2 separate regions of the Bicyclus anynana genome follow, and region 1 is linked to region 2. Evidence: chromatin contacts called from public Hi-C data. All regions are on one chromosome and are shown on one strand. Each heading gives the region's core, a stretch centred on a gene start, on an enhancer-like site or on the middle of the called end of the contact. The rest is flanking DNA. Distances are from core to core; before and after follow the strand shown.

Region 1 (7,331 bases), core at 3,587-6,086, 40 kb after region 2:
TTTTACTTCAGTGTTGTAGTCTAAAACACATTCGTTTCTCATTGATTATTTCACGACAATTGCCTCGAAGAGGACGTTAAAGGTCATAATTAATTGTAAACACGGAAAAAGATCGGTACTGTGTCAAATAGACATCTAGTATAAGTTGTATGAAACTCCTTACTGCAAACCACAGTAATCCGAATCGTAAAAATAATCATCGCCGTTCATGCGCTTACGTCCTCGACCCCGTACCCGATCATTTCTCTGTCTCTAATTATTTTAGGAATAGATAAATTTAATTTCAAATTTCATTTCATCTCTCTTCGGGCACGCATATCTCTCGCCACCAACCTGATCGGCGAGCCGGCATCGCCTAGCCATAGCCGCATCGATAGCTGTTTGTTTATTTCTGAGTTGATAAGAATGCTATGATCATAAGCCGTTGGTTTGGTCCATGTCCCTTTTATTACTCAAGAAATATTTGCGAGACCCCCTCCCTTGGCGGACGCCTGGATCCGCCACTGCGCGTTGAAAGCACATTTTTTACACATAAATATTATTATTGACTCGAGGTCAGAAGTTATTACAAATACTTAATTTTAGCTCGTCATAAACAATCATTTCAGTATTGAAATAGGTAAAGTCAGTTCAACGAACTTATTATTTTCAAAGCCATTCGAGATTTAAATCTCACATGCGAGCCTTCAGAAATCTCGTGACTCCATTAAATATTTGAACAAGATAAATAATACATTATTTTAATAACATTACCTCAGACACATATTCATAGCGGAAGATAGATCACTTGAAACACTACAAAACAGATAATCATATTAGATTGTGTTATCTATTTAAGTGCCAACTTACATGGTATAATACTTATTCACATAGATATCAGTTATACCTAGGTACTTATTTACTTAGCTTATTTAGCAAAATTTATAGAAATAATTTTACTCCTCATCAGTCATCATGGTGATTAGGTAAATATTATTATCAATTGTCACATTGTTCATCAATAACGACCTCTATACTAATATTATAAAGCTGAAGAGTTTGTTTGTTTGATTGAACGCGCTAATCTTAGGAACTACTGGTCCGATTTGAAAATAGATAGCCCATTTATCGAGGAAGGCTATAGGATATATAATAACCCTGTATTCCTTCGGGAACGAACCACGCGAGTGAAACCGCGCGGTCTCAGCTAGTATTCATATAAGAGGAGATTTGAGACCTTAAATTCGCCATCAAACAGGATGATTATAATGATAAAATAACATGTTATTTACTATAAACTAAACTCGAAATTTAAATGAAGTAGTCATAACAATCCATAACAACATGAGTCCGTAACAAAAATTTGGAGATTACAATGAACCAATTTACACCAAAACTGAATAGTTTTTATCTAGAAAGAGTAATAAAATCAATCCGTTCGATTTCCCGATGACCTTAAGCATACCTCATACTTGCTTACTTTCAATTTTGTTTATGCAAATTAGTACACATGTAATGAAAAGTAGCCGCACCGCCCAGAACTCGTCTCGCAACTATTAAGTTCAAGGTTATCCTATTTTAAAAAGATTTACTACTAGCACCTTTTATGTCTTTTTCCATTTTTGTGTGTGCTTATATGTGAGTAGGAACAACCCACATATAAGCACCATTGCAAACTTATTTTTTATTACTGCTTTAACACTTTCCGCGTTACCCAGTACCAGTAAACTAGGTAGTTACTATTTCCTGATAACTGTTACCTACGCTAACCTCGGAGAGCGCGTTATATGACCATATAACATACTTTACAGTTCAAATATGCCACTTTCTGAATACATTATAGTCATAGTTTCTAAAGGGATAAACTGATTTTTACGCCTTTTCAGTGGCGAGGCTAGATCAAAATTTAGACGTATTATTATCTATTTGTTCATTTTATCTCTTACTATCTCATCGTTTTAGTTGGGTCGATTACCGTGAATAACGCGATGTCATTTTATTATCTCGGTGGTCGAATTTTGCTTTAGTTAAGTATCACTATTATCAGCCTATTTTAAAAGCTTAATATTTCGTAATCCAACCCAGGTTAGCCATGTCGCCGAATCTCTTTCTACAAACGCTAATGGGAATGACAGATTTTGTGACTTGTCGATAGCAAAAGTCATTCACATACATTTTCCTAGTTTTCGAAGCGTTTACGATCGTAGAAAGAGAATCGACGTGCCACTTGGCTACAGGGACGGACTTCGTGATCTAAAGCCACATAGACTAACCGCTGGAGCAAGGTAGTCAAGAAGATAAATAGTTAATAAGAAATATCCTTAATCAAAACACATTTATAACACCTGCATGAATTCAAAAATTCAAAATTTATTTATTTCAATTAGGCTCAGTTTACAAGCACTTTTAAAGGTCAGGTTTATGTCATAATTTAATTTAATCTAATGGTTGTAATAATAGTCGAAAACTTAAAATTAAAGTTACGAGGGTTCCAAACGCGCCTTGGTCCGAGAAGAGCCCACAACAAAGTCAGCCAAGGTTTATTATTAACATAACGAGAGGTACTCGTAGGTACGAGTTAACTGTATCAACTCGTAAATTACGTCAAGTACTCTCATTCGCTTTAAATAATATTACAATCATTTCTAATTATATTAATTTGCCAATTTTAATAAATAAGTTGATACCTGTCTATGTTAAAAATCTCAAAAGACTAGTTTCATGTTTAAATTATTTTTCATCAACGTCCTTTATTGTAATCCAAATATTTAATATTCAATTAAGGTTATGAACTTATTTACTCGTAAGCAGCTCATATTATGTAGCTCATACGTATTGTTGATAAGAGCCAATGACACGCGACGGGCGAGCCCCTTTTCGATACCAACGTTTTAGGTTAACCAAACGGCCCGTTTAAATTTTATCTCTGAATAAAATAAAACATAAAAGTTAGTGTTCTGTTATTAATTAGCTAAGTCCGAAAAGACCTACATTTAATCGCCCCTGCTAACAATATATTATTTTATTTTAAACTAGCGGACGCCCGCAACTTCGTCCGCGTGGAATTCAGTATTTCACAAAGCCCGCGAGAACCATGTAGGTATTTTTTCGGGATGAAAAGTGTGCCTATGTGTTAATCCAGAGTAAAATCTATTTCCATTCCAAATTTCAGTCAAATCGCTTTAGTAGCCGCTGTAAAAAAGAGGAACAAACATACACACTTAGAACAAACTTTCGCATTTATATATTAGTGTGAAGTGTGATATAAACATATTCCCGGTTTCCTTGGACTAGTCAGAAAATACTGTGTTAGGAGTGGGTACGACATTAGTCCACCGGACGTGGATCGAACCACCAACCAACTCTCGGTGAAAAGTCAGGCCCCTTTAGGCTTCAAGCATATTGCGAGTATATTGCCGAGTGACTATACACTTTTTGATTTTGAACAAAACACACCCATTATGACGCGGTTTGTTATCTGAGTTCACTAACCTTATCTCTAAATTATTTAATGTTTATCACAAAATTAATACTGCAAAGTATAAGCACGTCACGTACCTACTCATTTGCTTAAACACCATTACTGTTCAGATTCGTCAAATAATAATTGAATAACTGCCTCATTAGTGAATTATTATTTCAAGTCAGCCAAAACCGCCAATCCGCATTTGAACGGCGTCGCCATACGCCAATATGAGCTTAGTTTGTCCTGCCTTTGAGAAATTGCAGACTATGTCACGCTCGAGCATGTATCCAATCTATTTTGAGACAAACTATCACTTAAATATTTCTAAAATTAATACAATTTTATGACTAATGTAAATATTACGTCCAATAGAGGAATATTTGTATTCTCTCATTTATTTATCTTCTTTTTTTTAATTTTTAACAATGTTATACATACAAAATATACAAAACACTACTAAAACTTTAACCCTCCCGCTGCGGACATTTGAGTGCCCAAGCAACCGGTGGTCAGGGCTCTAGAGTGAGGAACCTCCTCACAACACGCGCCGTCTCAAGAATCACTGCCTTCTGTATCCGACTCTTGATCCAACAGTTAATCAAAAGCTTCTTAAGGTGTTGGTCGAAGCTTTTCGCTATAAGACCATTGACTGAAACGACTATTGGAACAATAATAGTTGACTCAACATTCCACATGGAGATAATCTCGTGAGCAAAGTCCAAGTATTTAGATACTTTTGAGATTTTATTATTATGAAAGAATAAGCAGTGGCGGAGCAAGGCATGCCAAAATTGCGCACCGACTGGCCAACATGAGAAAAATAAATATGAATATCTTTTTTCCTCGCGTTCCTAATAGCGAATAATTAGTTGGGTTATGTATAAAAAAATGGTACGGTATAAATTAAAATGATGACGATAACAAAAATAACATTTAAATACATAGACATTGAAAGTTTCATTCGAGAAAATATATAAAACTAACAGATTTTGTGACGATTTCTGTTTGTTCACTCCGAGTCGCATAAAAGAACTTTGTTCCAATATTCCATATTCCATATTGATGCATGCATGTTCCATAGCCTCAATAGCTCAACGGTAAAGCGGTCGGACACATCACCGAGGGGTGGTGGTTCGATCCCCGCCCCGTTGGTCTATTGTCGTATCCACTCCTAACACAGTCTATGCCGACTAGTTGGAGGGGAATGGGAATATTGGTCAAGATATGGCAAATATTCTTTTAAAAAAAATATGTTTAATTGTGTAATGTTTATTTCAGTTCGACCTGATGTTGTCGGAGGACGGCAGCGGTCGCGGCGCGGCGCTGGTAGCTGCGGTGGCGTGTCGAGAGCGCGAGGTGCAAGCGTAGAGCCAGCGTACAGCCAGCGCCTCGCACTGTAGCACTGACCCGAGCCTCAACCTACAGTACCTCATGCACAACCAAGGTGGACTATACCCATAGTCGTTTAGATCAATTTTTAAAAGCCATCGTTCGCACTGCACATTAAACTTCGCAAAGCGTCGCGATTCAATAATAAATTCAGTTTAAAATTCAACATTACAATGAAAATTATTTGTTGTTGCGATGCGTGTAGTGAATAAAATTACAGATATTATTATAAGTAAAAAGATATACATAATTTATGTGGGCTCTTAAGGACAGTGGCGTAACATGGTCGTGCGCGGCATACTAAAGAGGGCATCAGCAAGGGCCCTCCCTCAATTCCAAACGGCGAATACCCACGCTACGGCACTGGTTTTAAAACTCAACTCAGGCATTACCCGCGTTTTCATGTTCTGTGGTCATACCGAAGAACTGGTTAAAAGGACTTTGAAAATTAAAATAAATGATATTCAGTGATTCACCAAAATGTACTTCTCATATTATTAGGTTCCTATATAATGTAGGTAGATACCTAATTAATTAATATTTATATTATTAGGTATTATTTAATTATTATTTGTATATCTGTGTATTTTAAATGGGTGTATAACCTGAAGTAAAGAATTATTATTAATATTATATCAACCTATTTATAACTTTTTACTTATAATATACACACTTTTTACTTATAACATACTATCATAATATTTTTAAAATGTAAAGTGTCCGTGCGTACGAAAGCCAGCGGCTTTGAAATTAAATAATGAAAAATTGTTTCGCAAGAAACATTTGTATTTTTGTACAAAATAGAACGATTTATTATGTTTTTATTATTAATTTATTAAGAGGTGTTATTAGTTAGGCTAAGTGGCGTTAAAAGTGCGATAAATCAAAAATAGACTGTTAATTATGTATGTACCTAGGTACATAATACCAGAATGCCTATGGTTTGCTGTTACGTGTAGGATATTAGGTTAGACCTGTGGCCTTTCTGTAAGTTTTCAAATAAACAAAATATTACATCGGCGTAAATCCATCATTTTAATCTATATATCTAATAATTCTATATCGATTAAGCTTTAATCATAAAGTAACGCCTTAGTCACGTGAGCAAGTAAAAATATGTATTTGGATGTAAATTACCATTTTTTAACTAGGCGATTTACGTAAATGCTTATTTTGAAACGTGACAGTAGCGGTAATTTCAAATATGTTAATTATTATCATCAAAACGATTGATATATTTAGATTTAGATTGATTATAAAATTAAATAAACATCGATGTAACTGTTTTACCTATAATTTGAGAACTTACTGTTTAGGGCACTATACTACTAAAGACATACTAAAGACATACTCGTTGTGCATTGTTTACCAAAAAACAAATCGCTAGTCATTTCACATCTAACAATAATTAATTGTTCTTAAATTAATGATAATAAAGTTGATTAATAAGCTTAGAACAATGAGATATAATTTTGAATGAAATTGTATCAAAAGTAATACATATTTTAAATTAAATAAGTTATGAAATGACATGCATTTTATACCTTCATTTTAATTTGTTCGTAGGTAAACAGTAACTTCGAGTAAGGCTTTAGTATAGTCATATGTATATGTTTATAACTTTATATATTAGTAATTATAAGGTGTTCCCACTGTGCTTGGATAGACAGTTTATCTGTGGGCTTTCTTGTGGATACAAATGATTGATTATAACTGCAGTCTTCTTTAAAAATGTTTTATAATTTATTTATTACAAAAATGTCTTAGATTTTTGTTGTTGTTACTATATTTAAATGAGTTGGATAAATTAATAAGTAAATACTTACTTGTTATATTATATAAAAAAAAATACTTATTCTGGGTATAGGTAGACAAGATTTTACGAAGTTTGTACTTATTGAATTATTGAGTACATTAGAATAATCTAGTCACAATTAAATTTAATAAGGTATTCAGATCCAAAACAATCTTAAAATATTCACACTTTACACAGGATAATGGCATCATTAATTCAAGACTGATTTAAAATGAGACCATCCACGGCCAATCCATTAGATCCTACTTACTTTTTACATTTTTCATGTTACGCGCCAAATTTAAAAGCTAAGAACGCCAGGCTATTGGCTGATATTTACAATACTTTGTCATAATGTAATATAAATATGTCTGGGCTTTTTCAACATTGTCCAACCATAGGAGTTGGCTCGTAACATTAATGCGTCCAGGATCTTACAGTCAATCCGTTCCTGCCACATCTGCATTTGCCTATTTTATCTCTGCCAGCATGCAGTATCTACTATTTGGGAACTGGTATGTTTAGTTTATTTCACGAATATTGTAGGTTTACCTACCTACTACCTGCTCACAAATTGTAGTAGTGCTAAACGTATTCAAGTAACAAATACATTTTTTGTGGAGAAATTTTCATGAACTTTCTCCCCGCGGAAAGGTGAAAGATATTTCAGACTCATAAGGACTAAAACCCTACAATCTTCGA
Region 2 (6,883 bases), core at 2,102-4,601:
TTCTAAAGGAACTTTTTTAAAAATATTTCAAAAGTAAATACCATCTTCATCAAACATAATAATATACTCTTCGGGAGTTTCAGAAATTTGCAGAAGATCCACAGTTTTTACGATAGAATCTTCTGGTATGACATCCTTGTCGGTGACCCGTTTTGGTTTAATGAATTTTAAATTATCTTTACTTTGTTTTCCGACTGATTTGTAATATGATATAGCGTATGTTTTTTTATATTATCAATACTGTCTATTTTACCGATGTAATATTTCCATAAATTGCGTTGAAAATATCTAGTCAAAACTTTATCTCCTACATTGAAAGCTAATGAATCTTTATTTTCTAGTTCAGTCTTTTTTAGTATGTCGTTTGGTTTTGATTCTCTTTTATCTCGTTTTGTTTTGAAATCATCTTCATTTTGATCAATCAACGTTTTGAAATCATCTTCGTTTTGATCAATGACTTCTCTTTCATAAGTAGTCATTTCACTCACCAGATTTCTTTTTCCTTCTTCCTTTGACTCTTTGATGGTTTTATTTATTTTCTCTGTAATTTTATTGGGATTTTTACGATTTTTTATTACATTGGACATATTTTTATTATCTTTTTCTGCAAAATTATATTTTTGTAAACTATTTTTGTTATTTGTCATTTCAATATTATTTTCCTTATCAGTTTGGATCCAACTGCCTGATACATTGTCAAAAATGTCATCATTATCACTATCACTTAATGTATTAATATCAAAAATGTCTGAATCACTATGTGAGCTCATTTGAACAACGCTTTCACACGTGCTACTACCTGAAGCTAATCGCATTCTTTTCTTTGGCGGATTTTTCTTTGCAACTTTTTTTTTCTTTTTAATAAACAAATCGGTGTCCTTATCAATTTTGGTTAATTTTAATGGTACCATATTACTTATATTGTAGAACGCTTTATTATCTTTAGAAAATCTAACTTCTGAAAGAAGTTTTATTTTTGAAGGTTTAGGGGATGGTGGAGTGAAGGATAATTGAATTTCGTTTTCATTAATGTTTTCCATACATTCGTTTTTATTGTCCAAGTTATTTATTTCACAAACTTTTTTAGTGGGCTTTCTTTTGGTTTCAGTTGGTTTTTGGCTTATTATTGCATCTTCCCCAGAAACTGATTTCCCTGGAGTTATTTTCAATTTTTGGTTCCTACCTCCTAACATTGGTTTCGACTCTCTGGAAGCTTTCAGGTACTCTAGAAGAGTGTGATCAAATTTTTGCCTCATCTGTCCGGTCTCTTCAGGTATATTTTGAGTAACTTTTGATGCATTAAAGGGAAAAATTCCAGCAGCTTTAAAACCACTTTTTAAATTGTTCTCGTTACTTATTTGTAGTTTATCTATTAATTGTTTTAGTAGCTGTGGAAAATGACATTTGTTTATAGTTGCAGCATTTTGATTTGCTAGTTTATACTGCAGCAAAATCGTTCGCCAGTGTTTCTTCATTGGACCGAAAAATGATAAATCTAACGGTTGAGTGAGGTGAGTAGCGTTTCGCGGCAAAAACACAAATCTTATATTGTGTTCGCGGCATAGTTTTACAGTAGAAACGCTTATATGTGATGATAAATTATCGCCAATAATAACTTTTGGTCCATCTAAGCCAGTCGCCCAGAGTAGAATAATTTGTTCAAACCAGTCGTCGAAACATACCATGTCGAACCAACCTGATTTTGTACGATTGTATCGACAGCCTGAAGGACCATCTAGACACCAACGACTCCACAAATGCTCGGCCTTGTAGACTACGTATGGTGCCAAACATTTTCCATCAGCAGTGCCGGCAAACATAATTGAAACCGAGCTTTTGCTAGAGTTAACTACCCTTTCAGGGTGCTTTATTCCTTTTTTGAATATCGCTTTATTGCAACCAGGGTCGTCGCTCAGGTTAGTTTCGTCGTAATTGAGTAAATTCGACGGAGGTACATTTGCAATTTCAACTTCTAGGTGTTTGAAGTATTCATTTAACTCGGCAACGGACTTTGATGCGCGACTTTTCTTTATGTTCTGCGTTATACGTTGAGTCATTTTATGCCGTCTTAAAAAATTACGTGCCCAGCGTTCCCCGGGCATCTTTCCATGAAAAATATGTGATTTTCCATTATTTTCTAAGTGGTGATACACCACGATACGTAAATCTAATAAGGTTAAGGGACTGCCAAATTCAGCTGATACTTTCACAGTATCAGCTATTAGGATTTCTTCTTCTGCGCTTAGAAGTGTAGGATGACCTACAGCTTTTTGGTGATGATCATTGCATTTATTCAAAATTGTTCGCCTGGGTATGCCAAATTGCTTCTCTGCTTCGTATGACGATATTTTTTTTGATTTAACTAGATCCACCGCTACGTTTAACATTTCGGCAGAGTAATTAACGTATTGGCGAGGCATCTTCAATTACTACAAAAAAGGAAAAAAAATATGTAAGAATTGGATAATTTAATACTAGCGGACGCCAGCGACTTCTTCCGCGTAGAATTTTTTTTTTTAAAGTATTGTGTGTTAATTCATACTATAATCTATCTCTAGTTCAAATTTCAGGTGATTCGGTTCAGTAGTCGAGTGAAAGAGTAACAAACATTTACACCATCAAATTCATCAGGTTTTCGCAAATCTCGAGAGTCCATGGATGTTTTCGGAATAAAAAAGCATAGGTATATGTGTTAATCCAGAGTAAAATCTATTTCCATTCCAAATTTCAGCCAAATTGCTTCAGTAGTAGCGGCGTTAAAGAGTAAAAAACATCCAAACAAACATACATCCATACTAACTTTCGTTTTTATAATATTAGTAGGATAGGTACATAGATAGATTATGACATTAATAAAAATAGCAAACATTTTGACAACAAAAATTGAAAAGTTATTCTCCGTTTTAACTTAACTCGAATATGAAACCATGTGATTTGACTAGTTCTATCTTAAACTGAAAAGTAGCAACCCTAGCCCTAGGCAAAGTTTCGTCGCTCTTTTTTAAAAGGACAGCATTTTGATATTTTCTTAATTTTACATCAATAAAATCGTGTTTAAAGCGCAAATCTTCGATAGAAAGACGGAAGATGAGTTATAATATAGTATAAGTCTTTGAAATCAGTATAAATATAGTAAAATACTCACAAACTAAAAAGTTTTCGCACGCACAAATGACCGGCGGCCTCCATTTACCAATTTTTGAAGCTCACTGACAATTTACAAATATTATACCACAGACAAAAGTTAGTGTTGCCACGCGTTATAATAACTCGTCCAGTTTGGAAATGATAGATATAATACTTTACTAATAAAATGAAAAAAAACACAACAGGCAAAGTAGGGCTAGGTCGGCAAAGATGCGGCATCTTACGGTAGTTGTTACAAGTACGAGTAGATCAATAAATTCGTTGTAACTTAGCTCCATCTATTTAAAATGTCGTTAACGATTTCGTCATTGTGATCGTGACTTGTAACATTGAATATCATAGTCACGGTAATGATACTGACTGTTACAGTAAGATGGCGTAAGCGAGACTCGGGAGTCTCAACCTACATCGAAGTTACGTAATAGACATAGAGAGGGCGTTACGTGGCGTTACGACTAACAAAATATTGCGATATTATAATAGATAATATAATATACCAACCAAAGATTTTATAATAGAGATATGTCTAGCGCGTTAAAACTGAGGTGAACAAAAGCGGCAAATTGTCTTAATTTCATTGAGTCGCATACACAGAATAAAGAATGATACAGAATGAGTCTTTGCAAGCAGCGCGGTGAGGCCGGTGAAACCCATGTACAAACTTTTTTCATAATATATTTTCATATATTTCAAGATTTAACACTAACATCAATTACGTTAATCTAATTAGTCACTAAATCTTATTAGGCTAACGCGATTTTCTTGAATAATATTGAAAATTACTCATGCGACGTATTGAGAATACCTATATTAGTTTTTTTATTTGTATTTAGAATGTCTACATCACTGTCGTGTATTACAATGTCGAGTTGTTTGTTTGTTTTATATAAACGTAAAGTATAATGTAAGTAAACACAAAATTGTACATGTGTGTGCTCAGTAAAGGCGCTAAATTCGGATCACTTTTTGCGGTGATTTTATAGTCATGAAACATGTCTACAGTATAAAATGTCGTTGGATAATACAACACAACTATTTGCTTTAACTATGATAATAATTCAATACAAATTATACATTACATTACTATAGTTAATTAGATTGCCAATCATTTGAACCTGTTTAGCAATAAAGTAGATAACATAATATAATCTATTTGTCCAGTTATCATATGAACTGTAATATTATATATGTTACTAGCGGACGCCCGCGACTTCTTCCGCGTGGATAACGATGTTAACATTTAAACCCTATTTCACCCCCTTCTATTTATATTTTTATATGTTTTATAGGTATATAATAAATAATGCACTAATCATTTTACAAAACTATAACTCAAAAAATTAACGATTTATATTAATACAATTTCCATCCCTTATTTTTAGTATTTTTCTAGTAGGTAGTACAAATGTAATTTGAAAAATGAAGGACTTTTCATACAAACTTTCAACCCCTGTTTCGCCTCTTTCTGATTTAATTTTCGCGACAAAAGCTTCTACGTTATTAAGGTCTCAAATCGTGACAAGTTTCATTTAAATTCATTCAGTAGTTTTAGCGTGATCGGGCATCACGCTGAAACTACTGAATTAGACATTCAGTACTTTCAGCGATCATGATCAGTCAACAAAAATAAGGACAGACACAAAAAATAAATAAAAAATATTTTTGGCTTCAGTACAAAATATCTTCAATGTACAGACTTTGACCTGTTACACTTTTATTATAAGTATAGATAGATTACTCAGGCCACCACAGAAGATATATGTAAAAGCATAGTAAGTGCTAGAACTAAGGTTGGGCTTACTGGAAAAGTCATTAGGTACGAGCATAGACTGAGAGCCTACGATAGCCAGACGTACCTCATTTCAGGAAGGCTTACAGTTTATCAGCCCACGCTTCTATTCACGCTTCGGTTTTAAGGCTCCAAATCCTTAACTATCCAAGTATAGAACGCATTTTTTTTGATATTTTGTATTCATGAGAAATCATGTCTCCAGTCGCCAGAGCTTTGATTGTGGCAAAAGATTTGCTTACTAAACTATTACTTAGGCAAGCGCTTGGGTGCAATCATGCTTGCCTAGAACATGCCCATTCACTCTTGACTTGAAAATACCCATGGTGGTATAGAAAACAGAAACTGGAAGGGCATTCCATAACTTCGCAGTGAGGAGCAGGATCGAAGAGCCGAAATGCATGGTCATCTTTACGTTACGTTTGGATGCAGACCTCTTCGATGCCTATTTCGATTCGACTCTATGATAAAAAGGTGAAGAAGGACTAGGACTAGGAAGAAAGTAAGTACTAAATCAAAAAGTTCCTGGGCGCACTCTCCGAATAAATCCTGTAGAAAAACGTTGTTTTCCCATTCTCTAGGAACCCAAGTCACTCTAAAATCCTCAGATTTTTTAAATGTGTACATTTTAGCTATTAACCTACTCCTCTATATGTTGGTCTGGTTGAGTACCTATATCTGAACATGATTTTTTTTTTCTGTTGCCCTAAGCCTAAACGTACCTATCAACCGGAGCTCATATTTGGTGGAGGTCGGTACTCAACAACATGCAAGGTGTCCTGCCTTTAGTTAATCTGCCGGGCTTGAATAAATCCCTCTTGGGCTCCCCTACTATAATAATTTCTACAAATCTAGAATAACAAGTGGGTACCTACGAGTATATGGGTAGGATAAAAATTTGTACGGATTAAGATAAAGCATGTTTGACATTATTATTTCACTTGTTGTTTTATTACTTTATCCGTTGTCGTTTTTTTTTAATCCACGGAAAGCTTAAACAAGGATAAGGTACCTAATGATAAAATAACATTAACATTAATTTTGCATAGCTCTTTGTTACTAACCTATTTACGTGTAAAAGTCTTCGTTTATTTTTCCCTGTTAAAAGAAAAATGAAAATCTATACAAAGAAAACTTTTGTTAACGATTTTGTTCCATCTAGGTATTCTTGTATGTTCTAACACCTATTCACTTACTTAAAAACGAATATTTGTTTTATTTTAAACTAGCCGATAGCCCGCGGTGTCTCCCGTTCTCGTAAGGTTGGGGGATGAAATTTTTATATTTTTTTAAATTTTAATTAATTTTCATCACGGTTTATTATGTAAGAGCGGAGCCTTCTGTCACATGAGTTTACAACTCTTATACAGAAGCCTAGCCTTTAATTATTATTTGTTACTGATTGATGTTACCAAAATAAATTATTTTATTTTTTTATTTTTAAAAAAACACTCATTAAATATTAAAAATTAACGTGGCTTTCTAGAGGTAAAAGATTTTTAAAAATCGGTCCAGAGATTAACCCCTCTACAAAACCTTGAACTTTATACCTCTATATAATTTTAGTAGGTAGATATAGATACTAGATAGCCTCTTATTAGTGCGCATATAATACCTTATTTAATGTAGTTTAATGATGTTAGTAAATATTATGTGTTGGGTATTTACTGGGGGATGATAGGAATCAAATTAATTATTTATTTAATGGGTCATAAAATTTATTGAAGATAAGTAAAAGCTATCGTAGTAAATAAGATAGATAGGTTACTCGAGTCGATAATAAAACGCAATAGTAAATAATTCAATAAACTAAATGTAAACAATTACATAACACGTGGTTATATCTGCGTTCTCAAAGTCAATAGTCCATTCCTAGTTGGTAGCAGTCCAAGTAACATTATTATAATATCTAAACGTGCCAAAGAAAATCTACACAAACCCAGTGGA

What was found. Hi-C and Micro-C count contacts between places; a contact is called where the count stands out from the background.
Region 1: a contact with region 2 is called in a Hi-C map of whole body, with 2.2 times the contacts expected there. The contact joins the enhancer-like site here to the promoter of LOC112053631 in region 2. A contact is called at or near these places in 2 of 2 Hi-C or Micro-C datasets (whole body and whole larva).

What each region holds. Positions count from the first base shown.
Region 1 is chr13:5,628,560-5,635,890 of ilBicAnyn1.1, forward strand. LOC112046122 (hexokinase type 2) reads left to right here. Exons shown (of 9, transcript XM_024082642.2): 9 at 4,724-7,331. The coding sequence ends at 4,813. Among protein-coding and RNA genes, the nearest start is that of LOC112046089, 11 kb to the right of the region's middle. Within about 2 kb of position 4,837, at least 6 of the 8 cell types and tissues checked have open chromatin away from gene starts, as enhancers often do.
Region 2 is chr13:5,590,420-5,597,302 of ilBicAnyn1.1, forward strand. LOC112053631 reads right to left here and starts at 3,352. Exons shown (of 2, transcript XM_052885039.1): 1 at 3,146-3,352; 2 at 1-2,429. The coding sequence starts at 2,420. The coding sequence ends at 168.